Linked DNA regions of Danio rerio: region 2 is linked to region 1. Evidence: chromatin contacts called from public HiChIP or PLAC-seq data. All regions are on one chromosome and are shown on one strand. Each heading gives the region's core, a stretch centred on a gene start, on an enhancer-like site or on the middle of the called end of the contact. The rest is flanking DNA. Distances are from core to core; before and after follow the strand shown.

Region 1 (7,757 bases), core at 3,733-6,232:
ATGCGTGGGATTCAGCGTACGCATCGTTTCATACATCTGAATTTTTTTCTGCGTACGCACATTTACAGCTATGTGCGTACGCAATGTCTTAGTATGATTTCCATGCAAGTCTTCGTACATGAGGCCCCAGGTGTTTTTTTTAATCAACTTGTAATAAATTTACTTTCATTTGAATGAATATGAACAAACAGAACAAAACACATAAGATTTGTGTGAAGTCGAGTTTAAGCATAAAAGAGTGAAAGTTTGATACTTTTATGTGGTTTTTGATGATTGTGACTGAATGAGAATTTTAAAAGCAGAAAGCCTGAATACTATTAGACTCCTCAGAAAACAAGTAAATGCTATTCATTTATTTTGTATCTTTTTTAAAAAAGTTTATTTATTATATTCTATGCAGATGCACTCAACTACAGAATCATCACAATCAATCACAAATTTTAAATTCTTTACAAATAGAGATATTTAAGTCGTCTTGTGAAATTGTGTTTATTTTGCAAGATATATTGCAAAAAACTATATCGTGCAGCCCTAATGTTTTAAATAATTTTACGTTTATTATTATTTTTTTAAATGAGACATTTCTTAATTTCTATGTTTGTGAAAGCCTTAATACTTTTTTCTCTAATTTAATTAGTATTATATGTCATTATTTTCTAATATAATAAGAGCTACAGTATTTCACAAAAAATATTTCTGTCCTTGTATTAAGCATGAGATTGGTAAATACAAAGTACAATTTAAAACTAAAAACAATGTGTTGTAGAATAAAAAACACTAGAGAGCAGAGTTTTAATAATTTATTCCTAGATCATGAATGAATGATTATTATACTTAGTTATATTTTGCTATTATTAATATTTAATGCTGGCCTTAATAATTCAGTTACGTTTTATTATATTAAATTTTCTTTTGTGATTTCAGATACACAGAAATAGTAACCAAAAAAAAAAAATATTCTGCCAATATGTGAACAGCTTATAATAAAACTTTAAAAATGAGACATTCCTCAGTTCCTACCTTATCTATGAAAGCCTACAGACTGATTTTTATGTTTGCCAGGAAAATCTAAAGTATGTGTTGTGACAACTTTTTGTGTGGTGCATTTGGAATAGATGGTTTAGCAGGGTTTTAATGAAGAGAAAATAACTTGAATCATGTTGCACCTCCATCTTTAAAGTAGAATAGTTAAACATCAGGGAAAAAAAAAAAAATAAATAAAAAAAAAAATATATATATATATATATATATATATATATATATATATATATATATATATATATATATATATATATATATATATATATATATATATAAAAACATCAACATTATTTATTTATATATCATCATGTCACATTTAAGATGTAAAGCCACGTACTAGTAAGAACGCCTCCGAACAGCGGGCCGATGATGCCCATGAGCAGGATACCGAGTGGAAAAAATCGTGCCACCTTATGCCTGCGGAGGGTTGCCAAAGCCAGGAGGGCAGCAGGCAGGTGGAAAATCAATGAGGAGACGACGGCCCACAGGAACACGCCATACCACATCTCTGTCAATGAAACACATTCAGACCTGAAGATCAGCCAACAGTCTGTCAAACTTTCCCACAGCTGAGACACAAACACATTTGTGCAGGTGTGCAGATGGATGACTAAGTTGGTGGACAGATGGCTAGAAAGATGGATGGATAGATACTAGATAACTACAGACAAAGATTGTCTGATCAATCAATAGACAGACAAAACTATAGACAGAAAGACTAATGGAAAAATCAATAGACAAAGACAAATTAAACTATCGATGATAAAAATTAACTGATTAATCATCTGGTAGAAAGACAAAATACAGATAGAATGGCAGACAGACAGACAGACATTTATAGAATTACAGACAAACATATGGACAGATAGTACTACAAAATTACAGACATAATACTGACTGATCAATCAGTTGACAAAGAACTACAGAAAAACTACACTGACAGAACTAGACAGACAGACAGACAGATGCATTTGAGCCTTTCTAAGGCTCTTTCCATACATTTTAAGACCTAATAACAACTTTTGGTTTTAACCAGTAACATTGGTGACATTATAACTAAAAGGCCATTTATTTTTACCCCTTTTTAAGATTTAAGAGAAGTCTTTTGTGTCTTCAGAATGTGTCTGTAACGTTTTAGCTTAAAACACCCATCAGATTATTTATTATAGCTTTCAGAAGTTTGTAATTTTCAGCTCTGAGAATCTTATAGCTGTTTTTGTTGTCTGTGCCTTTAATGCTAGTTCTCCCCGTCCACTGTTCCCACATGCCTGTCAAAGTGTCCCTCAATCTCTGTCTCGGCTGCATCAGATAAACAGCACGGTGACAGACATGAAGGAAGCAGGTCTCACATAACAATTGTGAAAAATACTACTGTAAGAACTATCCCAATGATTATTTGATGTAATGTAATTATCTAATGTAAATAATTTGATTACCGATGTCCATGTAAACACTGTTAATGACAACGACGAGTCACACAAAATTTAGTTTCAAAGTTCTTGTTCACACACACAGCAGACACACACACAGCACACACGTTTAACTTTGCACACAAATGTGACAGAATACACGTTAATACACTGCTGTATGAATATTCGTTATGTTAATGTGCAAAATAAATCTGATTTAAACGTCCATAAACCTGGACTGAAACGTCTTCTTAGACTTATTTTATAATTGTACTGACATGCGGCTGTGGTGATAAAGTAAAGCTGAAGTAAATCACTGTAATGAACTTGTAAAATACATTAGATGATGATTGATGATCACAGAGAGCTCAACAGATCTTTAATCCCAGTTGTGCATGTCTCGTTGATATGATTTTAGGCGTTACTACAAGACGTTAATACGCAGCTGTCAATCAGTTTGGTGGGTGGGGAAACCGCACTCTTACGTCATGTTACGGTGGGCCTTAAAATGGGAGCGATTTGGATCCTATTTGTGGACATAACATAACTACACATAGTTGGTATATTTTCATCATAGGTGCCTTTGAAAGTATATTTACTCGATATTGATTGTTAGAAAGCACAACTAACAATCGTAGCTTGTGACAACTCCTTATCGACACAACATAATTCTAAATAATTGGAAACAATGCACAAAATAATTATTTGAGTTACTACCCCTCTGTAAGCTTTATTAGGAAGAGAAATAGAAAAGAATACTTACACAAATAGACAAAACAAATATGAATAAACTTTCATAACTTTTTTCTATAAACTATACAGAATGTCATTAGCCTACACAGTAATTTAATTTATGCAACCTTTTAGCTTATACATAAACATGTATAATGAAAAGATGAAATAAAATTTAACTTTGGAACATAACATTAAAGATTTATTAATACTTTTTAAGGGCCTTGATTTTCTCTAAACCGATTTACCAACTTTAGACCCCATAAACACCCTGATCCTGTAGATAGATAGATAAACAACTGATCAATCAATGGATAGAAATAGATATAATATAGACAGACAGACAGATAAATAAACACTGGAGTAAAGTTAGTTTTATATTCGCCCATAAGGACATTCTCCTTGAGAACATAATTTCAGCAAAGTATTATTTGCACATTCTAAATAGGGATAATATATCAGCAGTCAATGACTATAGAAGTACAACTTTGTTTACAGCCAAGTGAACAGTGCTAATGTTGTTTTGAAGTCATAAACAGGATTTCAGACCAAATATTTAAATTAGTGTGCAACAATATAAGGACTGTTAAAATAAACAAACGTGCTAACATAAAACCAACTTTAACCTTAATTATATGAATGATGAATCAATTGATAGATAGAAAGACAGAGATAGATGGGATATTCTAACAGAAACGGATATTTTCTCTTATAAGAAATGTGACAGGGCCCGACCTTTAAGCTTGTCATCCTCAAAAAAATCATCCAAAAACATAAAATCATACAATTCAATGATAGAATGTATTGTTGATCATTGTCAGCTTCACCTCCATCAAATGATGTCAATTCAGTCACAGCCTTAAAGGTGTATTGCACGCATTTTATGTTAAATGTAATGCAAATGTGACAGGACTGATAGAAACATGGGGACAATCGTAAAAAGGTATTTATTTGTAGAATTTAATTATAATTTCATGTTTTTAATCAACTGATGGGAATGATGAAAACTTAAACTTGCTATTTCTGAAGTTCTTTTTTAAAATACATTTTAAATTTACAGCACAACAAGGGTTTCAGGGACACATAATCTACGTTTCTGGTAAGTTAGAATGTCCCACATATAAAGCCGACAGAACAACACATACAGAACGACGATTTGAACAAGACACACCAACAAAACTACAGACAGATCCCACCAATGTCACCACCATTACAACAAACACAAGAATCCAAATAAACGTATAACTAGGCGGTCAAGCTAACACATTAGCATTAGATGCTAACAGATCTCCAGTCTGAAAGCTGAATGTCGGCTTCGGTGTAATGGAGAACATACACAACAGCAAAAGAGTTTCAGCAGCATAAATATGAGCCGGTCGATGCTGATGTGTGCTGTCGGCGGTGGCGTTAAAACTCACCCGAGAAGTCGCACAGAGAGGTGTTGTTCCCGCAGGTGGTGTTATTAGACCTGGGCACCAAATTCAAACTGAGGATCTGCTTGACGAATCCAATCTGCACGTCCTGCATTTCTCCAACGATCAACGCTTCGATCATCCGTAACAGAAGTATCAAAGCCGAATAACAGCATTAGAAAGGGAAGGTGGGCTTTAGCGGAGCGTTTGTTTTTAGCACAGATGCTCGTCCATCTGCAAGAAGCTCGTTTCAAACCGCAAAAGCCGATGACTGTGCGGATTTGCTGTCATTTAGCTAAAAGCACTATTAATCTACAGACGATCTGCAACACCGATCAAAAATCGATATGAATGATGGTTTTATCCACCACTACTGTTGTTGGTTTGAGATTATCTCGCTGTCACCTGCGATTTGCTACGGGCTTGTGGGCGGGACTTGAAGGGTTTGTGTGGTATGTCCCTGAACGGTTGCCGTAATACTGGACTTAAAAATCATATGGATGGATTTGTTTCTGTGTTCCTCAAGGATTTTTTTGATGTTTTATTTTTTTTTTATTTTATTTACTCTTTTGTTATTTGTAAATTATTATTATTATTATTATTATTATTATATTTTAATAATTATCTATTATATTAATACTCTATTATTATATTTTATATTAATAATTATATATTACATTAATACTTTACTAATATAACGATGGCCATAATAACCCCTATTATTATTATTATTATTATTATTATTTCATTTTAATAATTATATTTTATATTAATAATTTACTAGTATAACAATAGCCATAATAATCCCTATTGTTATTATTATTATTTTATTTCAATAATTACATATTATATATTTTAAAAATTATATATTATATTAAAACTTTCCTAATATAACAATGGGTGACGCGGTGACATAGTAGGTAGTGCTGTCGCTTCACAGCAATAAGGTCGCTGGTTCGATCCTCGGCTGGGTCAGTTGCCGTTTCTGTGTGGAGTTTGCATGTTCTCCCTCCGTTCGCGTCGGTTTCTTCCAGGTGCTCCAGTTTCCCCAACAGTCTAAAGACATTTGGTACAGGTGAATTGGGTAGGCTAAATTGTCCCTAGTGTATGTGTGTGAATGAGTGTGTGTGTGTGGATGTTTCCCAGAAATGGTTTGCGGCTGGAAGGGCATCCGCTGCATAAAAACGTACTAGATAAGTTGGCGGTTCATTCCACTGTGGTGACCCTGAATTAATAAAGTGACTTAGCCGAATAGAAAATGAATGAATAATATAACAATGGTCATAACAATCCTTATTATTGATAATTTTATTTTAATAATTATATATTATATTTTAATAACTATATATTATATTAATTCTTTACTAATATAACAATGGTCATAATAATCCCTATTATTATTATTATTGTTGTTGTTGTATTTTTGTCCGTTTTAGAACATGATTTGAACGTTTTTTTAAGATATAAATAATTTGTAACAGAATATATTGGTGTATTTATAGATTTTTAATTATTATTTTTTGTATACTCTGTGCTGTTATTATTGCTAACCTTAAGAATATATTTACCTTTAATTACATAATTAGAAATATTATAAACATTAAAAAGTTTAATACAACAGAATACAATCAAAACAACCTATAATATATATTGTGGTTCGTTATCTTTAGATTAATTACACAATATACAATGCTTTACTACCGTTTGGTTGAATATTTGTTGATATTGTTGTTGTTAAAAAACATTTTCTAAATATTGTGTCTTTAATTTTAGCTCAAGGACTTGAAGATGAAAGAAACGACGAGCCTGGAGGCTGACGATGAGCCGTTGAGTCGCTCTTTTAGCGATCGGATGAAGCTAGCAAGCTAACATGCTGGGCTTTTAGTAAAGCAACCACACGTTTGTTCAAAGCTAGCTGGTTAGCCCCAGTGTTTCTTGCAAGTATTTTTTGGAGTTTTTCTCTGATTTAGCAGCTAATTCTACAGCGCACTGCACGTACGACACAAGAATGAATTATTCAGATTACGACTCGGATGGTTATTCATCAAACGAAGATGAAGACTATGTCCCTTCAGGTAACGATAAGATGTTTAGCATGAAATTAGCATGGTTGTATATATATATATGAAAGAGTAGTGATGTAGCTAAGCTAACTCGACTGTTCTTTGTATATGTATACCTATACTGTCCCCCTGTTTACATCGTTTTTATTTAATATGCAGGCACAAATAAATAAAACGAATACATTGATAATGCTCATACTTTGCTTTCATTTATAAATAATTATCTAGAAAATCATACATCTGTTTACATACATTGTGTGTGAGATATTCATATCCCTCTTTGAAGACCCCTGCATTATAATGTTTTCATATTTAAGTAACTATTAATACGTTAGTTTTTGAAAGATGTTCACCTGGCAGTAAGAGTGATGACAAAGATGTAAACAATCATACATGCTGTTGGGCAACTGTCTTAATCTTCATAATAATTACAAACTGGTACTAAGAAGGAAAAAATACTCATTTTTAACTATGGAAAATATTAGAAAGATTTTAACTAACAGTATATAGAGAAATGAAGGTCAATGGAGTTGGAAATCTGCTACTTCATATTGTACTGCTCCCAAGAGTTGTAAATATACTTTAATCTTGAGTTATTGAAAGGGACGTTTGGCATTTTTCATATTATTTTTAAATATTATATTACATATATTATACATTGTCCTTTCAAATGTCTATGCTGCAGTAAATACTATGTTTGCATGTTTGTTTTGTCTCATTGTCGTGATTTTATTTACATTTATTTCATTTTTTTCTTTGATCAGATGATAACTTGAGTGAGGATGACATTAATGATTGTGTAAAGGAGGATGCGCTGGAAGGGGAGGATCACGACCGGCAGACGCCGGAAAATTTAACAAAGAAAAAGAAGAAAAGTAAAGCAGATGTCCATATGAGGTAGGGCTGCCCGATTTGGAGAAAGAAAATCTATTTGCGATTTATCTAATCAAAATTGTGATTTGCAATTTACTGTAATTTTATAAAGGAGCTGCAGGTTTGATGTGGTGGTTTTATCGGCACCAACCAAGCATATTCACAAAGTACGCTACACTATGCTACTGTATATTTAAAACCATTCATGACAAATTAAGATAATAACT
Region 2 (7,258 bases), core at 2,577-5,076, 270 kb after region 1:
GTATGGCATGGTCCTTGTTGGTGAACTAAAACATAAAGACAGGGCAGAACATCTAGAAGCTCCTCCCCCCCCTTTTTTTTTTTTTTTTTTTTTACAAAACAGCCAATAGCATTTCATTTTGACCACAGCTCTGCCAGTGAGAATGGTTGAGCTCAAATGCATCAAATGAAAATCTAATGAGAAGCGCCTTAAAGGGGGCGAGACATGTCAGATACTAGAGAGCATTTGATTGATCAGAGAATATAAAAAGAAACTGAAGTGATGTCAAAAAAGTTTATCTGTTTAGAAGTGACAAACCGAAGACTTGGGTTGTTTATATCTTCTAAATTTGAGTTTTGTCAATGTTTTGGTGCACTCTAGCTTATAGATATCCTTAAAATTAACATACTGACATGTAACATCTAAAAGAATTTTTTTAATAAGGCCTTTAAGAGCTTAAGAGCAACTTACAAGACAATTCTAGCATCTACTGTCCTAGAACCCTTAAACATTACTGTGTATTCCAGTGACATAAATCACAGAAGCAATTATAGCAGTGTAGTTTGCCACATCATAACATTCCTAATAACATAACAAAAGCTTCTATCATATTCACATCAGCCTGACCACCGAGCCACTGTAGAGGTAGCAGACTGAAAGAGAGCGATTGTAGGTGAAGGTGGAGGTCAGCGTCTCTGCAGAACTGCTGATTTCCTCCAGCTGTTGCTGTCTGAGGTCGTGCTCCTGTAATCTCTCCACATCAGTGTGAATGTGTCCCCTATTGAGTGTACCTGTGCTCCTTTTGACCCCCATTCATCCAAGTGCCTCGATTCCAAATCTGCTCTAACATGCACAAAAAAATAAGGGAAGTAAAAAATGGTTCAAAGTTTCTATGAGGTAGAGAAAAACCAAGGGCTCTGAAAAACAAATCAATAAAATGGGCAGAAACATAATTCAATTCAAGCCGGATCTACTTCTTGTCATGTATTTATGTCTTAAATTTAAATATGTGTGTCTTTTTTTGACCCTGTACTCTCTCTGTGCCACAGGTTTATGATACTCCTCCTATGGCAATGAAAGGCCCACCCAGTGGTCAGGAAATCTACGACACTCCACCTAGTGTGGATAAGAGCCAGCTGCACTACCAACAAACGGTACCCATCCATCTTTTTCATATTTATCTTATTTGCATATTTGATCTGCACATTAATGGGTGCTTAAGAGATCTGAATTGCCTGAAACAAAATGCCACAAGTCTCTAATACATGCAGAAAGGATTGTGTAAGTGATTGCTACTTTTAGCCAGACTTGGCAACTGTATTACTGTTGACCGCCAGCTTCAAACACATGCTGCCCCTCCTAAACTCTACCCACTAATGACATCTCAGCCAATCTGACGACAGCAAATCATACAGCGTTAAATGATTCACAAGCAGAAATATTTTCTGATTGGCTAGTCAGTCAAACACAACACCTGTTTCATTTATATCTAGGAAGAATAATGTCAGCCCCCTCCCCCAACACAGCATCCAAAAGAAACAACAACCTTGCAGCACTATCAAATAGTGTTTAATTTTTTTAACAGTTCTAGACTGAACAAAATGATGTGAAACAAATTTCACTCATAAATTGCTAGTGTGTTTTACATCAAGTAGCATATTTAAGATTGAACGTGTATTCCTTGCACAAAAAATCTGAAATTGTACACACAGTCACATTGATTCATACCACATTTAGGTAGCGTGTTTGATTTGCAATATACTGGCAGTTAACACTGAGCATATGTTAGATATTTAATTGTTCATGCACATTTCCTGTTTAGTGGTCCCTTATTAATCGTGAGAGTTACGTTCTAAAAATAACCCGCAATAGGGGAAATCCGTAAAGTAGTCAGCTTTATGTTTTACATTTTAGATGTTTTAAGGCTCTAAAACCCCTCACTACACACTTTATACACTTTTCTAAGAGAGGCATTAACATTTTCACACTTATTTCTCTTGTTTAAAAACGCAAAGTTCAAACCTTCGTCCAGTACTATAGAATAAATCCAACTGCAGTAACTGATCCACAAAACTAAAGCAGACTCCTTACGGTGGTCTTGTTGTGGACAGTTACAACCCTTTTGCATCCTTGTTGAACTTTATTTCTGCTGTCGTCCATATGTTACTTTTTTCCTTCTTTATGTTACTTCATTTATTCCGTAATGGCGCCTTACAGCCGCATAACTTCTATCCTTGTTTTAGCATGTCCAGAAGTCCAACTTTTAGTTCGATGGTTAGCATCTTCCTTTTGAGTGCCTTTGATGGTGCTGAATGTTTCGTCAACATTTGTGGGGTTTGTTGGGGAGAAATACTCCAAACATACAGTACAGCACTTAAGAGTCACACTGCTAGTGATCAAAGATTTATGTACATTTGGCAAGCTGAACGCATTCTTTACTGTACAGGAGACACGGCATGGAGAAGATTGATTGACAATGGTCTAAATACATCTGTCATAGGGTGCAGAACACAATGCACCAATCAGGACGCAGAACACACTGAAAACATCAGTGAAACTACAAGGCTGCGAAAATGTGAACCGCATCATAGCGAGGGACCACTGTATTTTTACATTAATTAATGCTTGCTAACATCTAATGCTTGAAATAATATTTAACTGTTGCATAATTGAAGTTTTAAAGATCAACTCTTTGGCAAATCTCAAATGCAATCCGTTTGTTCATTTATATATGTTTTTATATTATAAGGGTGTAACACCTAAATTCCCTTGAAACCTTTAAAATGGCTTACACTCAACTTATATGAACCAAAAATGTAACAATCAGATCACTAATGACTTCAGTTATGATTATAGGAGGCTTGTTTTGGTAAACACATTATTTCTTTTTACAGGTATATGACATTCCTCCATCTGTCAGCAAAGACGTTCCAGATGGTCCAATCAGGGAGGAAACGTACGACGTTCCTCCTCATTTTGCCAAGATGAAGAGCCTGGAGAATCAGAACCAAGCCTATCTGTCTCAGATCCCTGGCGGTCCCGAGCCTCCCATACCAGAGGATGTCTATGATGTTCCTCCTCCTCAGCTAATAGGAAAACGACAGCCTGAGGGCCAGGAGATCTACGACATCCCTGCCAGCCTGCGAAAAGGTGGCCCACAGGACCACCACCCCACAGATGTGTACGACTTCCCTCGTGAGCGCCCAGCAGGCGAAGATTCAGGCGATTACGTGTATGATGTGCCTCCACAGGTGGTCCGTGATGCAGCGGCCACCGAGGAGCTCACGGTCAGCTTCAAACGGCTGTCAGCGTCCAGCACTGGAAGCACTCGCAGTAATCTCTCCACGTCCTCTTTAGACATGGTGCCAGTGCGGGAATCTTCTGGGCCAGGTCGCTTGCTGCTCCTGGATCTGGACCAGGCTATGGAGCGTCTGTCCCGTCATCAACAGGCTGTGGAGAGCTCCGTTTCTCTCCTCATGTCGTTCATCAGTGGAAACTGGCGCAGCTCCACTCAGATGGAGTCCAACCTCCCTGCCATCCGACAGGCCGTGGACCGCATCCGTGTGGCAGTCAGGGACCTGCTGGAATTCGCTAGAGGTGCTGTAGCCAATGCCACCCAGGCCACCGACCGCACACTGCAGACCAAGCTTGGCAAGCAGGTGCAGAAGATGGAGGAGGCCTTCCAAGGTCTGGTGAGGTACAGTCAGGCACTGGACACTTTGGGCTGGTCCCCTGCAGCCCTGATGACATCTCAGCCAGGCACAGGTGGGGATGACCTGGACCGGCTGATCATGTGTGCACGTGGTGTACCTGATGACACCAAGCAGTTAGCATCGTTTCTCCATGGCAATGCCTCTTTGCTCTTCAAACGGACAAACAAGCAGCAGCAGCTTCCTTTGCCACCTGTTCCTCATACCGGTGACTCGCTGACCAATAATAACAACATCTCAGCCTATCAGTCAGGGACACCAGAAAGGGCCAACATCCAGTCCCGTCCATTACCCTCCCCTCCCAAATTCTCAGCCGAGGAGGAGGCTCCAGATAGGCCGTATGAGACAACAGAGGAGGGTTGGATGGAGGACTACGACTATGTCCATTTACAGGTATGCTAAATACAAAAATCTTCAGATTGGTTTTCTAGTTGTATGTTCTCATTGGTCTGCATGCCATCCTTATATGGGCTCTGCCTGTAATCCCCACTGTGTCAAGCCTCAGGCCTTTAATCAATCACCTTGATTGCATGTGCAGACCTGCTTTTCCTTAAAGCCCACATACATCTTCCTTTAGCACCAGCTGTTGCCTGTCATTGTGTCAAAACTTCCACGGAAACTGTGCAGATAAATGACCACAGTTTAGTCATAGGGGCATTTTTTAGTCTTTCAGGCTTTCTGTGTAACTGATATTTTCCTTTAAAAAAAAAAAAAAAACTTATTTATTTTATATGCTCAAGGCAGATTACTTCATCACCTAAAACATTTATTTTTTATTGATTTTTGTTTCATTTGAAACCTCCACTTGGGTTAAAAATCAGAGGAGGTATGTTTAATTAAGAGTCTGACTTCTGTAATCTTTTCAACAGCCAAAAATGGCTGTGTTGAGTTTCACTGTAATGTTATGCTGCCCCCCTGTGGAGTGAAAAGAAGCGTTTCAGCACACACTGTGAAAAATATGGTGGAAACATTCCAGTTGTGACTAATAGTGAAGGTTTATCTTTTTAATATGAATCAGTGCACAGATAATTAACAAAAACCTTTGCTCGTTTGATAGAAAACAAATTGTGGCCTACCTTTTTGGATTTAAAAAGCTTTACAATTAGTCGACCCAGTATCCATTCATTCATAAAGTAATTTTTTTTTTCTATTTTAGGGTAAAGAAGAGTTTGAGAAGAACCAAAGACAGCTGTTGGAAAAAGGGAGCATCAAACAAAATAAGACTCAGCTTGAACAGCAACAGGTATGCGAGACTATAACACCTTTTATGTTATAATAATACACAACATCATTTTTCATAACGTTAGGACATTCCATTTTTAATCACTTAAACTATATTAGAACATGATTAATTGAAACGTAAATGCCCATAAATATGCCAAGGGGTATAAATACAGCTGATTTAGAGTTTAATGAAAAAATAACATATTTAATGATGCTCACTTGTTAAGCCACTTAAATTTTACATTATACTAATTTTTAAAAACCTTATGCTAATTTTGCTAAGCTTTGACTTATTATTACTACACTGTAAAATTTATATGATCAATTAGTCCTGACAGCATGTTTTAGGTTATTGTAAAATATTAAACTTATTAAAAAGTTTAAAAGTTAAAAAGCTGTTTTAAGTCAGTTTAACATAATAGTTCAATGGACTCAAAAGGCTCATTTGATTCAGCTTAAAAATTTAAGGCAACCAGGATTTTTTACACTGTTTTGTTTGAATTTAAATATACTTTTTTTGTATGTATACATGTAATTTATTTACAGCGTTGGGCAAGCTGCTTGAAAATTGTAGTGACCTAAGCTATTAGCCACTCTCCCTAAAATGTAGCTTAACTACACGAAAAGCTACCGCCTGGGAAATGGCACAAACTAAGCTAAAAGCTACTTGGCAAAAGTAGATTAACTACATCTAAGCTATTTTTGCAATTTTAATTTTTAAATCGAAGCAACTTAAATCTAAGTCAGTCATACCTCAGTGATTAATAAAACTATCAATGAAACATGAGGCATAATTGTTTAATTCAGTTATTTACTGCAAACTATATTATGTACCAAACAGAAACAAAGTATTAGACCAAAAACAAAAAAATCCAATAAAACTAGGTGTTACACATTTATAATACTACATTATTTATAGTAAAGGGAAATATTTAGGAATATGCATTATATTGTATTTATATTTTTTTATATATATATATATATATATATATATATATATATATATATATATATATATATATATATATATATATATATATATATATAACTATTTATTAATGAATTGCAAAAACATATATACATAATGTTATATTATATGTTTAATAAAAAAGTACCACAATAATTAAAAAATAAAAAGTTAAATAAAAACTACCACAAAAATTTTATTTGAGTACTTCACTGTTTAGTTCAAAAACATTATAGTACTTAATATTACTGAAGTATTTTTAAGCACAGCATCAGAATTAACATTATTGCATCTTAACATGTACTTCTCGAGGTATGGTCACGAGGAATCCTGCTTCAGAAATAACTCCTCTCGTTGTCTTTAGCCTATTTGGTTGGTGACTTTACCATCCTGGGGGTGTTTCTAAAAACCATCGTTAGCCAACTAAGGTCGCAAGTTGTGTCGTTATACACAGTTTGTTGATTTGCCATTTCCCAAATCCATCGTTCCAACGAACCTTCGCAAACTGCGTCGCAAACTTGTATACTTGCAACTACACCTCTGGAGCTGTAGTTAGAAGCAGCTACAGCTCTTCTAATTCTCCAGAATAGGCTTTGTTCTATTCCCAGTTATCCCCCTATACTCTATTCATTTAGAACATTCGAACATTTAAACTTCTAATTATAAAAAAAGTATTAAAGTCATCACTCTTAGGTGTTATTTACTTTCATTGTATTTTTACAGTTCAGTTTTAGCGATATTCATGTTTACAACTGACCACCCTTCGCAGTGCATTTTGAAAACATTGGTGTCATTTTGAACACAGCCGTTGCTTATGACGAAAGCTATAGGTGACCTATTATTTAAAAGTGGAATTGAGGCTACATCTCCAAAGCTTGTGAAAGCAAAAAACACAGCATACAATAATGCTTTTAATTTATAGTAGGTTATTTATTAAGTATCTGTACTGTATATGACATGGGCCTGTTGATTAGAACATTTCTGCAGTGGTTTGCATGTCAAATTGTAAACTTTTCAAAAAAAAATTAAAATAATTAAACAATATCCTACTTAATAATCCTCATCATCATCATTAATATTATTAATATTATTATTAAAGTAGGATTTTTTTTTCATTTCCCAATAAATAATAAATATTAATTTTCATTTTTGAATAAATCGCCTCATTATTTATTTATTTATTTATATGATTTATATATGATATTAGAATACGTGTTAGCTTTTGTAAGTGGCTTTATGTTTTAGAATAGAATATGTAATGTTCCCAATATTTGCAAAGGAAACACAGGCCCAATATGTGCCATTTACATATATTTCAATTAATATGGAAAACGAGTGCATGTTTTTACCAAAACTTATATTGAGTGAGCATGTAAAA

What was found. HiChIP or PLAC-seq counts read pairs in DNA pulled down with a chosen protein or histone mark.
Region 2: a contact with region 1 is called in an H3K4me3 HiChIP or PLAC-seq map of pancreas, with 10 times the contacts expected there. The contact joins the enhancer-like site here to the promoter of tmem170a in region 1. A contact is called at or near these places in 8 of 18 Hi-C or Micro-C datasets (caudal fin, embryo, hematopoietic stem cells and 2 more) and 4 of 4 datasets of contacts at active chromatin or transcription factors (caudal fin, embryo, gastrula embryo and 1 more).

What each region holds. Positions count from the first base shown.
Region 1 is chr18:23,800,192-23,807,948 of GRCz12tu, forward strand. It overlaps tmem170a (transmembrane protein 170A), which reads right to left and starts at 4,983. Exons shown (of 3, transcript NM_200689.2): 1 at 4,601-4,983; 2 at 1,379-1,549. The coding sequence starts at 4,736. cfdp1 (craniofacial development protein 1) reads left to right here and starts at 6,463. Exons shown (of 7, transcript NM_001100035.1): 1 at 6,463-6,669; 2 at 7,422-7,554. The coding sequence starts at 6,603.
Region 2 is chr18:24,068,210-24,075,467 of GRCz12tu, forward strand. It overlaps bcar1 (BCAR1 scaffold protein, Cas family member), which reads left to right. Exons shown (of 7, transcript NM_001135133.2): 4 at 1,029-1,133; 5 at 2,874-4,082; 6 at 4,846-4,932. Among named protein-coding and RNA genes, the nearest start is that of nudt21, 55 kb to the right of the region's middle. Within about 2 kb of position 3,827, at least 4 of the 62 cell types and tissues checked have an H3K27ac peak or open chromatin away from gene starts, as enhancers often do. A contact at or near this core is called in pancreas and skeletal muscle, where this site is marked.